Linked DNA regions of Zea mays: regions 2 and 3 are each linked to region 1. Evidence: chromatin contacts called from public Hi-C data. All regions are on one chromosome and are shown on one strand. Each heading gives the region's core, a stretch centred on a gene start, on an enhancer-like site or on the middle of the called end of the contact. The rest is flanking DNA. Distances are from core to core; before and after follow the strand shown.

The links. A called contact is a pair of places that touch in the nucleus more often than the background predicts.
Region 2: a contact with region 1 is called in a Hi-C map of ear, with 2.8 times the contacts expected there. The contact joins the promoter of LOC100276421 here to the promoter of LOC100191299 in region 1. A contact is called at or near these places in 2 of 25 Hi-C or Micro-C datasets (ear and leaf).
Region 3: a contact with region 1 is called in a Hi-C map of ear, with 1.9 times the contacts expected there. The contact joins the enhancer-like site here to the promoter of LOC100191299 in region 1. A contact is called at or near these places in 2 of 25 Hi-C or Micro-C datasets (ear and tassel).

What each region holds. Positions count from the first base shown.
Region 1 is chr5:147,652,452-147,655,654 of Zm-B73-REFERENCE-NAM-5.0, forward strand. LOC100191299 (Peroxisome biogenesis protein 7) reads right to left here and starts at 1,466. Exons shown (of 1, transcript NM_001136733.1): 1 at 286-1,466. The coding sequence starts at 1,399. The coding sequence ends at 440.
Region 2 is chr5:147,337,414-147,340,616 of Zm-B73-REFERENCE-NAM-5.0, forward strand. It overlaps LOC100276421 (GW2), which reads left to right and starts at 1,490. Exons shown (of 8, transcript NM_001150219.1): 1 at 1,490-1,897. The coding sequence starts at 1,694.
Region 3 is chr5:147,948,101-147,951,303 of Zm-B73-REFERENCE-NAM-5.0, forward strand. No RefSeq gene overlaps it. Among protein-coding and RNA genes, the nearest start is that of LOC103627003, 53 kb to the right of the region's middle. Within about 2 kb of position 1,646, at least 12 of the 20 cell types and tissues checked have an H3K27ac peak or open chromatin away from gene starts, as enhancers often do. A contact at or near this core is called in ear, where this site is marked.

The sequences.
Region 1 (3,203 bases), core at 216-2,715:
CAGACCTAGTGCCGAAGACAGCCACATGAGTAGGTTCTAGAGAAGGGATAAACCAAGGTAAGCCTTCCTCTCGCAAATATGGAGAAGCAGCTTTGAACATATGACCTGGTGACACAAACACAAGTAAGATAGCTCTCACCACCGCACTAGATTTTCCCTTCTAGAAAGGCAAGTTATGTTATTGGACTATCAAGATATCGTGGCCTATGGTTATCAGCAGGTGTTATGAGCATGCGAACCATTTCCTTCTTACTAGTATAAGAGAGGCTAGAGCTCAATGAGATAGTAACTGAACAATTTTTTGACATTATTCCAACTTCTTCAACTCATTTGAAGAGATAGTAACTGAACATGTAGGAGCATGTAATTAGTATTACCACCGCCCAATGCAAAGCTGAAAACCAATAGTACAAATCACCTGGTCTATTGCATCTGCGTGCTACATGGCTCTTGGATCCGTCCCAAATGGCCAGATGTAGACCATCTCGTCCCATCCGGTGCTAGCGAGCAAGCCGTCGACGAGGACGCTCATGTCGATGCCGGCAACGAACTCCGTGTGGTGATTGTACCTGGCGAGCAGAGCATCCTCGGCGCGGTAGTCCCACATGCAGACAGTCATGTCGTAGGAGCATGACATGAGCATGCCCTGGCGGTGCGGCGAGAAACGGACCCGCTTAACGGCGTAGCTGTGTCCGGCGAGCTGCGCGATGGGCGCCCGCGGCGCGCGCACGTCCCAGACGCGGATGGACTTGTCGACGGAGGCGGTGGCGAGGATGGAGGGGTCGTACTTGTCCCAGTCGAGCGAGAGCACCTCGTGGTCGTGCGCGGGCAGGATGAGCGTGGGCGCGGGATCCCGGACGTCCCAGACGCGCGCGGTTCGGTCCCCGGAGGCCGACGCGAAGACGTCCGGGTGGCGCGCGGACCAGGCGGCGGCGTACACGCAGTACTCGTGGCCCCGGAAGGTGCGGACGGAGGCTGGGCGGTCGGGGGACCAGAGCTTGAGCGTGTCGTCCCAGGAGGCGGAGATGAAGGCGTCCCGGCGGACGGGGTTCCAGTCGAGGCCGTGCACCTCCCGTGCGTGCTCCCGGAGGAGCCGCACGGGGTTCTGCGCCGGCGGGAGAGCGGCGTCGAAAAGGCGCACGGAGCCGTCCCCGGAGGCGGCGGCGCAGAGGGAGTCGTGGGACTCGGACCACGCGCAGTCGAAGAGCGCATCGGAGGTCGGGAAGGAGAAGACCGGCGCCGGGGCGGCCCCAGGCCCGCCGCCGGCTAGGTCGAGGACGATGAGGTGACCGTTACCCACGAGACCGAAGTGCTGGGACGTGGCGGCGAGGAGGCGGTTCTCGTGGAAGGGGCTGAAGCGCACGGCGAAGCCCGGCGCCGGGGCCTTGAACGCCGGCATGGCGGCGGTGGGTGGATCGGCCGGCGGATCGGGAAGGGGACTCGCGTAAGACTTGGATTTTAATTTTATTTTTCCTTTTTAATTTTCTTTTTCGATTGATGATGCCTCTGTGGTGCGTTCAGTCCTGGTCCGTGGCAGGCTGACACAGTAAAAACAAATGATGTCATCAACAGTGAAATCTTGCTGCTGCCCAGTAAAAACACCACTTAACTCATGGGTGTTATTCCTCTTGTCACTCTCCTAAACTTCAGTTTAAAAAAATATATTTGGAAGACTTTATTTAGGGGATGTTTGAATGCACTAGAGCTAATAGTCAGTGACTAAAATTTATTTAGACATCCAAACACCCTATCTAATAGTTTTTAGGTATTTATGGTAAATTATTTAATAGTTAGGTAGTTATTTGTTAGCTAGCTAATTCCACTAACAATTTTTAGCTAACTAACTATTAGTTCTAGTGCATTCAAACACTTCCTTAGTCACACCGCTTAATAGTTTAGGAATTAAAAGTGACTAACTAAAGTTTAGGAGATGTGAACGAAACACCCCTTTAGAGTTGTTGTTAGACCGGTTCTAACGATAGTAATACTATTTGTCGGAGAGAAAACTCCAGCTGGGTGGTGGAGTGTACCCACCTAATCCTATGAATAGGGGGACATCCTATGGTTTGCCTACTGAGCCGGATGAACACAAGAACACATAAGGGTTTAGATTGGTTCGGTCGTCATAGTGTAATACCCTACTCTACTTGTTAGTTGTATTGCTCAGAGTTTGAGAAAGCCTAAAATTGGTTGGAGATGCCTTCGAGGGGATTCAAAAGTGTGTCCCCTTTCTCTCTCTCTGTGTGTGTGTTCTTATGAGCCGTCCCGACCTGAACAACTTCAGGTCGTTTTGATTTCTACCAAGTGTCCCTCCCTTTTATACCCTAAGGGAGGGCCTACATGGCGCCTGAGCCACGACAAGTTGGCCCAGGGATACAAAAAGATCACAGGGTAATACTAGTGGATCGAGGTCTTCTTCGTCCAGTCTTGTTCTCTGCCCGGTCTTGTTGGCGTGTGGGCAAAGGCTACGACGTAGGTTGTAGAGTAGGGAGAATACAGAATGTGTCGTCCCGCCCCTCCGCATGTTCCCTCATGCCTCAGTAACGCACGAGGAACAATGAAGGTCTAGAAGGGCGTCTGTCGGTACCACAGAACTGGGATACCCCTTACTACTGTACCAAAACGCAGTACCCACATGGTTATCTCTAATCATGTGCTAAGGGACTTCACTAATGGGTCTGGACCCACATGGATGGGTCCTGAACCCCCATGTGCGTAGTCCGGACCCCCCTAGAAAGTCCAGGACCTACATGTATACAAACCGAGCCCCCTATGGGGTATGGGTCCCCAACAGGGGCGTCCGGTGCTTGAGGGCAGAAGATGCCCCTAGGCTCTACTTTGGATCCAGGCAGGGGTTCGGTGACACCACGTGTTCACTGGGCGCATAGTGCAAGCCTTCGATGGAAGCAAGACCTCAGCCGCATTAAATGCAAGGCGGGCATGGTGTGCTCTGACCAAGCGTAGGGTTGGCATGCTTGTGATAGGCCTTTGTGACCGCCCACGCGTTACCAAGATGCATTGTAGCATGTCAGCGCCGCGCGCATTAAATGCCTGCTCAGAGTCCGTGCGTTGCCAAGGCCGTTGTGCTACACATGCGTGGAAGACACCATCATGAAGCGTCGTTCGGTCGGGTATTGAGTCCGCTACAGTGACCGGCCAGACGTGACAACACGAGCGATTGTGCACACACCTATGCACGTCAG
Region 2 (3,203 bases), core at 240-2,739, 320 kb before region 1:
CGTCCTCCATCTCATAACAGTATAACACACATTTGTATATATAAGTTATCGAGCTATTATATGATCCCGTTGCAACGCACGAGCACTGAGCTAGTTATTCATAAAATTAGTAAGAATGTAGAATGTCCACTGGACAACTAAATGAACCAGTGGAATACGATACACAAAACGATCGTTTCGTTTGCTCATGACTCAAGACATGCTATCCAATTGCTACTTCTTGGTTGCAACGCTTGACCAGAACCCAGGTGTCCTGTGCCTTACCCATACTATGCAGCAAGTGCAAAGCATATACTACTAGTATACTCTCACCACATTATTAGCAGCAGGATCTTTGGCAAAGCATGAGCCTCATTTTTTTTCTCACCCAGCTAGCCTTAGCCAGGGCCTGGGAACTGGCCTGGTACCGACGCCGCAAAGTGTGCAGCGTATCTCCTCTCGTCTCATCAATGCGTAGTCGCCCCGCCCGCCCCATTTGCATGCAGCCCAGAGGCAAAGTGGACGCTTTTTAGGGTTGGTGCCCCCCCTCCTCCTCTCCAACTACTCACGCACTTGTACCGTCTCGTTAAATGCTGCTGGCCTGCCGCTGCACATGAGGAAGCTTTTCTCGCCATGCCAGGGTACGGATCGTCGCCCGTGCATTGTTGTTGTGGTAGCAGCACAACGGAATGCGGCTGTAATTCATAAATTCTGGCGAATAAATACCGTGGCAGGCCCGCTGGATGTAAGGGCACGGTTAATTGAGTCACGGTCATGTGCACACCAGTACCGCGCGCGGGTGTGTGTTTGTGTTTGTCCCTCTGAGATACAGAGTATTCTGCGCACCAAATTAGGGTTTGTTTGGACAATCTCGGATTAAAGTGGATTGAGGTGGTATGGAACGTATCGAAGTGTAATATGAACTAATTTCTCTTTCAATCCCTCCAATACACCTCAATTCACTTCAATCTCTCTTTGCACAAACAAAGCCTTAGGGATTTAAAACAACCAAAAGTGAGGGGAGGGGGGACATAGGGCAACAAAATTTTATCTGTATCAGACACCTTGCGATCAAGGAAAAACAAGCTGATTTAGCAAGTGTCAGTGATCAAGTAAAACAAGGCAAATTCGAAAGTGTGAATATCAAACAGTACCGTTAGGCCGCTGCCTACGACTTCCTCGTCTCAGTGATGAGAGGCTCCACAGTCGTTGTCCCTTGCAAATTGCAACTGCAAAGCGCGGCCCTGCTTGCCGGTAGGAGGAGGGTCCCCGCCCCGGTTTATAGTAACCGCAGCAGCAGCAGCAGGTTTACGGGCGGAGTGAAGGGAAGCCGCGCCGCACCCGCAGTCACTCTCGCCGTCGCAGCACAGCGGCAGGGCAGAAGCGGCTGCCCCTGCTGCGTTTCCGTCCGTCGCCCGCCCGCCCGCCCGGCGCCCGCTTCTCTTTTGCCCGCCTCTCTCTCTTTTGCATACGCCTTTCATCTCCACCCCAGTCCCCACCCGCCCGCACCGAGGAAAAACTTTTTTGAAAACAAAAAACCCCCCACTCCCACGTCCCACCACCTCGCCTCGGCCGCTGCGACAGTGCATACGCCCCCTCCCCTCCTGACTCCTGTTGCGTATACACCGTATGTGTCTACTGTGACTCCGGGTCCCGGGGGGGTAAGCGACCGAGCAAGGCTTCGTCTCCGGCGGCGGAGGCGGATCTGGGAGGGATGGGGAACCGGATAGGCGGGCGGCGCAAGTCGGGGGTGGAGGAGCGGTTCACGCGGCCGCAGGGTCTCTACGACCACAAGGACATCGACCAGAAGAAGCTGCGCAAGCTCATCCTCGAGGCCAAGCTCGCGCCCTGCTACCCGGGCGCCGACGACGCCGCGCCCGGCGGAGGGGACCTCGAGGAGTGCCCCATCTGCTTCCTGGTAAGCACGCGCGGGGAGATCTCCCCCCACCCTCACGCACCCCCGATTTCGGCGTCGGCGGCGTCGGCGGCGGCGCCGTCTGCTGTGGCGGGAATGCCCGACCACGGTCCACGGTTAGAGACCTGGACTGAGGGGGGAAGATTTCGGCGGGGGGGTTACTGGGTCCATTGGCGCCTGACTCTGTTGGATTTGCGTGTGCCGTTGCCGCGATTCTGTTACTGACTGGGTGGGGGGAGGTCGACGACCGTGCACGCGGTTCTAGATGCTGTGTGCTCTGGAACCTCCTCCTAGGACCGTGGGTTTCAGTACGCTTAGCCACGTTTCTAGGCTAACAGCACAATTTTGTCGACTAGTTCTGCAAAGTGCAGTCACGGCGGCGTCGTATTTTGTTTGTTCTGTGCGCAGGCGACTGTTACCTTCTGCTCTGCTTCTGTACGTGCATTGTTGTTAGGGATATTCTAGGGGCTTGTTTTAGGACCAGCCGAACATTTCCGTGTTTTCAATGACTTGAGAGTACTTGACTGTTTTGCCTGATACCCCAGAGTTGCCAACAAGTAGTCAAAAGCGCGGTAACGGTGGGCATCATTGTTTTTTTTTTGTTCTGCGTATGTGTCTGGGATGGTACCTACTGCTCATGCTCTGCTAGGACATCATACTGTATATGTACATTGTGCAAAATGCGCTACCATGTTGTCCTAAGATTGTTATCACACCACATTTGATGCTTTGATCATGTTGTTTGGAGAATTTTCTGAATTCCTTTTGGATGGCTAACCGCTGTGCTATATGAGGTTATGAGTGCCACCAGTGCCACCAGTGCCCCATTGATTCTAATTCCTGGAGCAACATGGCTTACGAATGTTCTACTGTTCTACTCCTATGTGATGGTAGTGTGGTAACAGGCTTGCACATCACTTGAAATGGGCGTATTATACGAGCCTCGCAAGAAACTGCTCCAGTTCCATGCCTAGTTAGCTCAGTACCAGCGTATTGGGCACTTCTGTCTTATGGTTGTATCGTTACATCCTTTGTCTAATCCTCAATGTGAATCTGGTTATGCTCTTGTTATCTGGGATTTTTAATCTCATTGCTATTGCAGTACACTTAATGATTTGGTTGCCTGATTGGTTGATTCTGTTGTATGGAATTTTGTTTCTTAGATGTTTTCAATAGCTCGTGGCGTTTTTTTTTCCGCATCTACATGTCTTGTTCAGTTGTTTTTAGTGTTACTAGTTGGGCAGGACAGCAAGTACTGCATTTTGATCACTAGCTTCAAAAGTACCTCAGGAATTTGGCCAATGATAGT
Region 3 (3,203 bases), core at 396-2,895, 300 kb after region 1:
TGTATATTGATTTGTTATGAATATCATATGTATATTAATTCTGTATATGAATCTGGAATCTGCATATGAATCTGGAATCTGTACATTGAAATACAGTCGGACCTATATTTAAAACCGCATGTGGTATGTGTCTAACACAAGCGGCTAGGACTAGAAACCGCTTGTGATGTGTGTCTATCGCAAGCGGTTCCATTAGCCAGAACCGCCTGTGATGTGTGTCTATAACAAGCGGTTTTAGATTGACCGCCTAAGATATTGTTTTACATCACTGGCGGTGCACCACAAGTGGTTCCTGGAACCGCCTGTGTAGAGGTTTACTGTAGCAGTGTCTGGACTCGTTGCTAAGTGAACTCCAATAATTTCTCGCGAGTTATTGGTATAACCCTGTAAGAGATAAGGACTCTAGCATGAACTAATCTATTTTTGGACCGTTCGGTCGCATTGACACGACGGACTGTCCAAGGGATACAAACCATGCAGACCACAGGGCTAGATCGTCCGACCTGTCGGCCAGCAATAATGCCCAACGCCGGCTTTAAAACAACCAGAACAAAAGTTGATGGACACAATCCAAATTGTGATATATTCAAACAAACTTTTAAGGTTAATTCACTTAATACAACTCTAACGTACATATTTCAGCAGATCTATTCAGCATGTAATGGCAATGAAATTATCCTGAATAATAGGACGTCTTTGTCTGCGAATCTTGCAGAAGAATCAGCAAGGGGACGGTTCCACAGGTGTTTGGTGAAACCGTACGAGTAGTTTATCAGCAAATACCGAGTCGTTGCGCTGGCCAACTTGTGGAATGATTCCGTAAGGACGATCTTAGTGACACCCGAGATCAACTCATTCCAGACCCAATTCATAATTCCATATTTAATAGTAGTATTACCTGTCAATCTCACGCCAATCACATTTCTCGCGATAGAATTTTCTGCCGCAGCACCGTTCTGCAGATTATTAGGTGTTTGGTTTGAGGAATGAGTTATTCCATCATCTTCTCACTCCTCACTATTTTTGTTTGGTTTGTGAAATGGAATGAGTTGATCCATTACCAACTCATTCTTCATAGTTACTTAATTAGTATTAATATGAGAAATGTGATCATTTCACTAAATTTGAAGAATGAATCCATGATGCACCATTTTAATTTGGATGTAGTGATTCTTTAAACCAAACATCCCAGCCTCACCCTTATCTTGGAAGTAATAAGCACAGAGTTATTGAAAGCTCATATGCAGAGCCCTGTTTTTTTTTGGAAAAAAGCCAAAACCCTGCCGAACAACTTTTATAAAATAGCTCTGGCTCTGGCATAAGTCGTTTCTATCAAACGATTTGCGAAATGGCTTCAGCTACCTACCAAAGATGTTTTTCAGAAAAAAAGAAACCAGAGAAAGAGACAGTTGAACAATAAAAAAACAGTGTAAACCGATGAGACGTCGACGATAGGGAGAAGAAAAAAAATGAAGTTCCTAGATTCAGTAAACTGATCATGTTTAGCTTCCTCTTCCTTCTGCCCTTCTGCATCGGTGCTGGATAAAAGAAAATAAAAATTTATGTTAGCCCGCACCCCGACTGACAAGCAGTGATACTCTACTGCCCTGGACTGGACTGGAAGGTGACGACAGAGCAACAGTCTCCGCTTCTCCCGGGCGGGTCATGGACCTCTTCCCCACGCCCACTTTAATTCCGATGGGCGACCACCATGCTGAGCCGAGACAAAGAGGAATTTTGGACGGTATGTCGGGGCATGTGATGAAACATGCACAAGACTAAACAAAGCGAGCCGGATAATTGGCTGTGTGGTTATCTAAATCTGGATCGGGAGAGAGGGAAAACGCGATCGAGGGGCCCTCTCGCTTCATCGAGAGGAGAGAAGGTCAACTGTGGTCAGGAGAATCATAGCATCCCCATGATGTCAGGAATCAGGATTAGGTTCCTACTGCTTGCTACAAAATTCAGAGTTACATGCAAGTACGGCTGCCTGCAAGATTCGACGATTTGAAGTCGGTTTTGTTGAAAAACATATGAACTCCAACGGGAGGACCTACCACTGAGGCCATTCTCGGTAGGAGTTTTATGGATATTAAATAGGCTATTATGTCAGCATTTTTATGATACGACAGTGTATTAACGGTGAAAGGATGAAATGAGTTTCATAGTGATAAAACCATCTATACATTGTTTCCAAAATGTTTATGTCTTACATGTGACCTTGGAAACAACAAAGATGAAACTATGTATTGAGTGAGACTATTTCATCATAGTTTCAAACCTCCTTAGACGATGTGTCGCTCTAGTTAATCGTGCCCATGAAACTTTTACTGAGGATGGCCTAATGTCTCGCATATTTACTAGTCTACATATTAAATCCCATAGTCTATATGTAATACCCAAAAAAAATTAGAGGAATAAAAGATTCCTTTTGGTTACATGGTTCATATGACTTTGTTTATTTTATGCATATCAACAATTATGGATTTGAGTAAAGCAATTAATAATTAAAAAAATAAATAAAACAAAATATGCATCATGCTGGTATCTCTTGTTGTTGCATTTGATTTGCCAAATTCACAAATGAAAATATAAAACAAACCTGAATTCGAAAACTGAGAAATAGAAATGAAAATAAAAAAAGAAAAGACAAACCTGTACCTAGCCGATTTTCCTTGCTCTGGCCCATCTATCCCACGCCGCTAGCCCAGCAGCCGGGCGCGCGCCGAGTAGCACCGACCTACGGGACCAGCATGTCAGCCTCGCTCTGCACCCACGCTTCTACGTGCACAAGACCATCGTGTTAACTGATTTGTGGGGCCCACGAATCATCCTCACAGTTCCTCACGCTTATACCTAGATTCGCCATTGATTTCTAATCTATAACAAACCCAACGTCACCATGTAACCACCCACAACAAACTCGCCAGCAGATTGGGATCCGCTAGCTAGCAAATCCTCGTGACTCATGGTATAAAACCGAGGCCCGCACCTCATATCCCCCGCCACAGGAGAACGTCGAGCTATCTTGCAAAATCGAGGGCCCTTGCAAAGCAAATCAGGAGAGGAGGGATAACCTGTCACGGTCTATCTTCTCTTTGGTCACTGATCCGGGTGGAAGAGGAGAGCGAGAGGAAGGTTCCATAGGAACTTCGGGTATAGCATCAACCAGATCGACGGTTATTTCTCAACTGAGTTCTTCA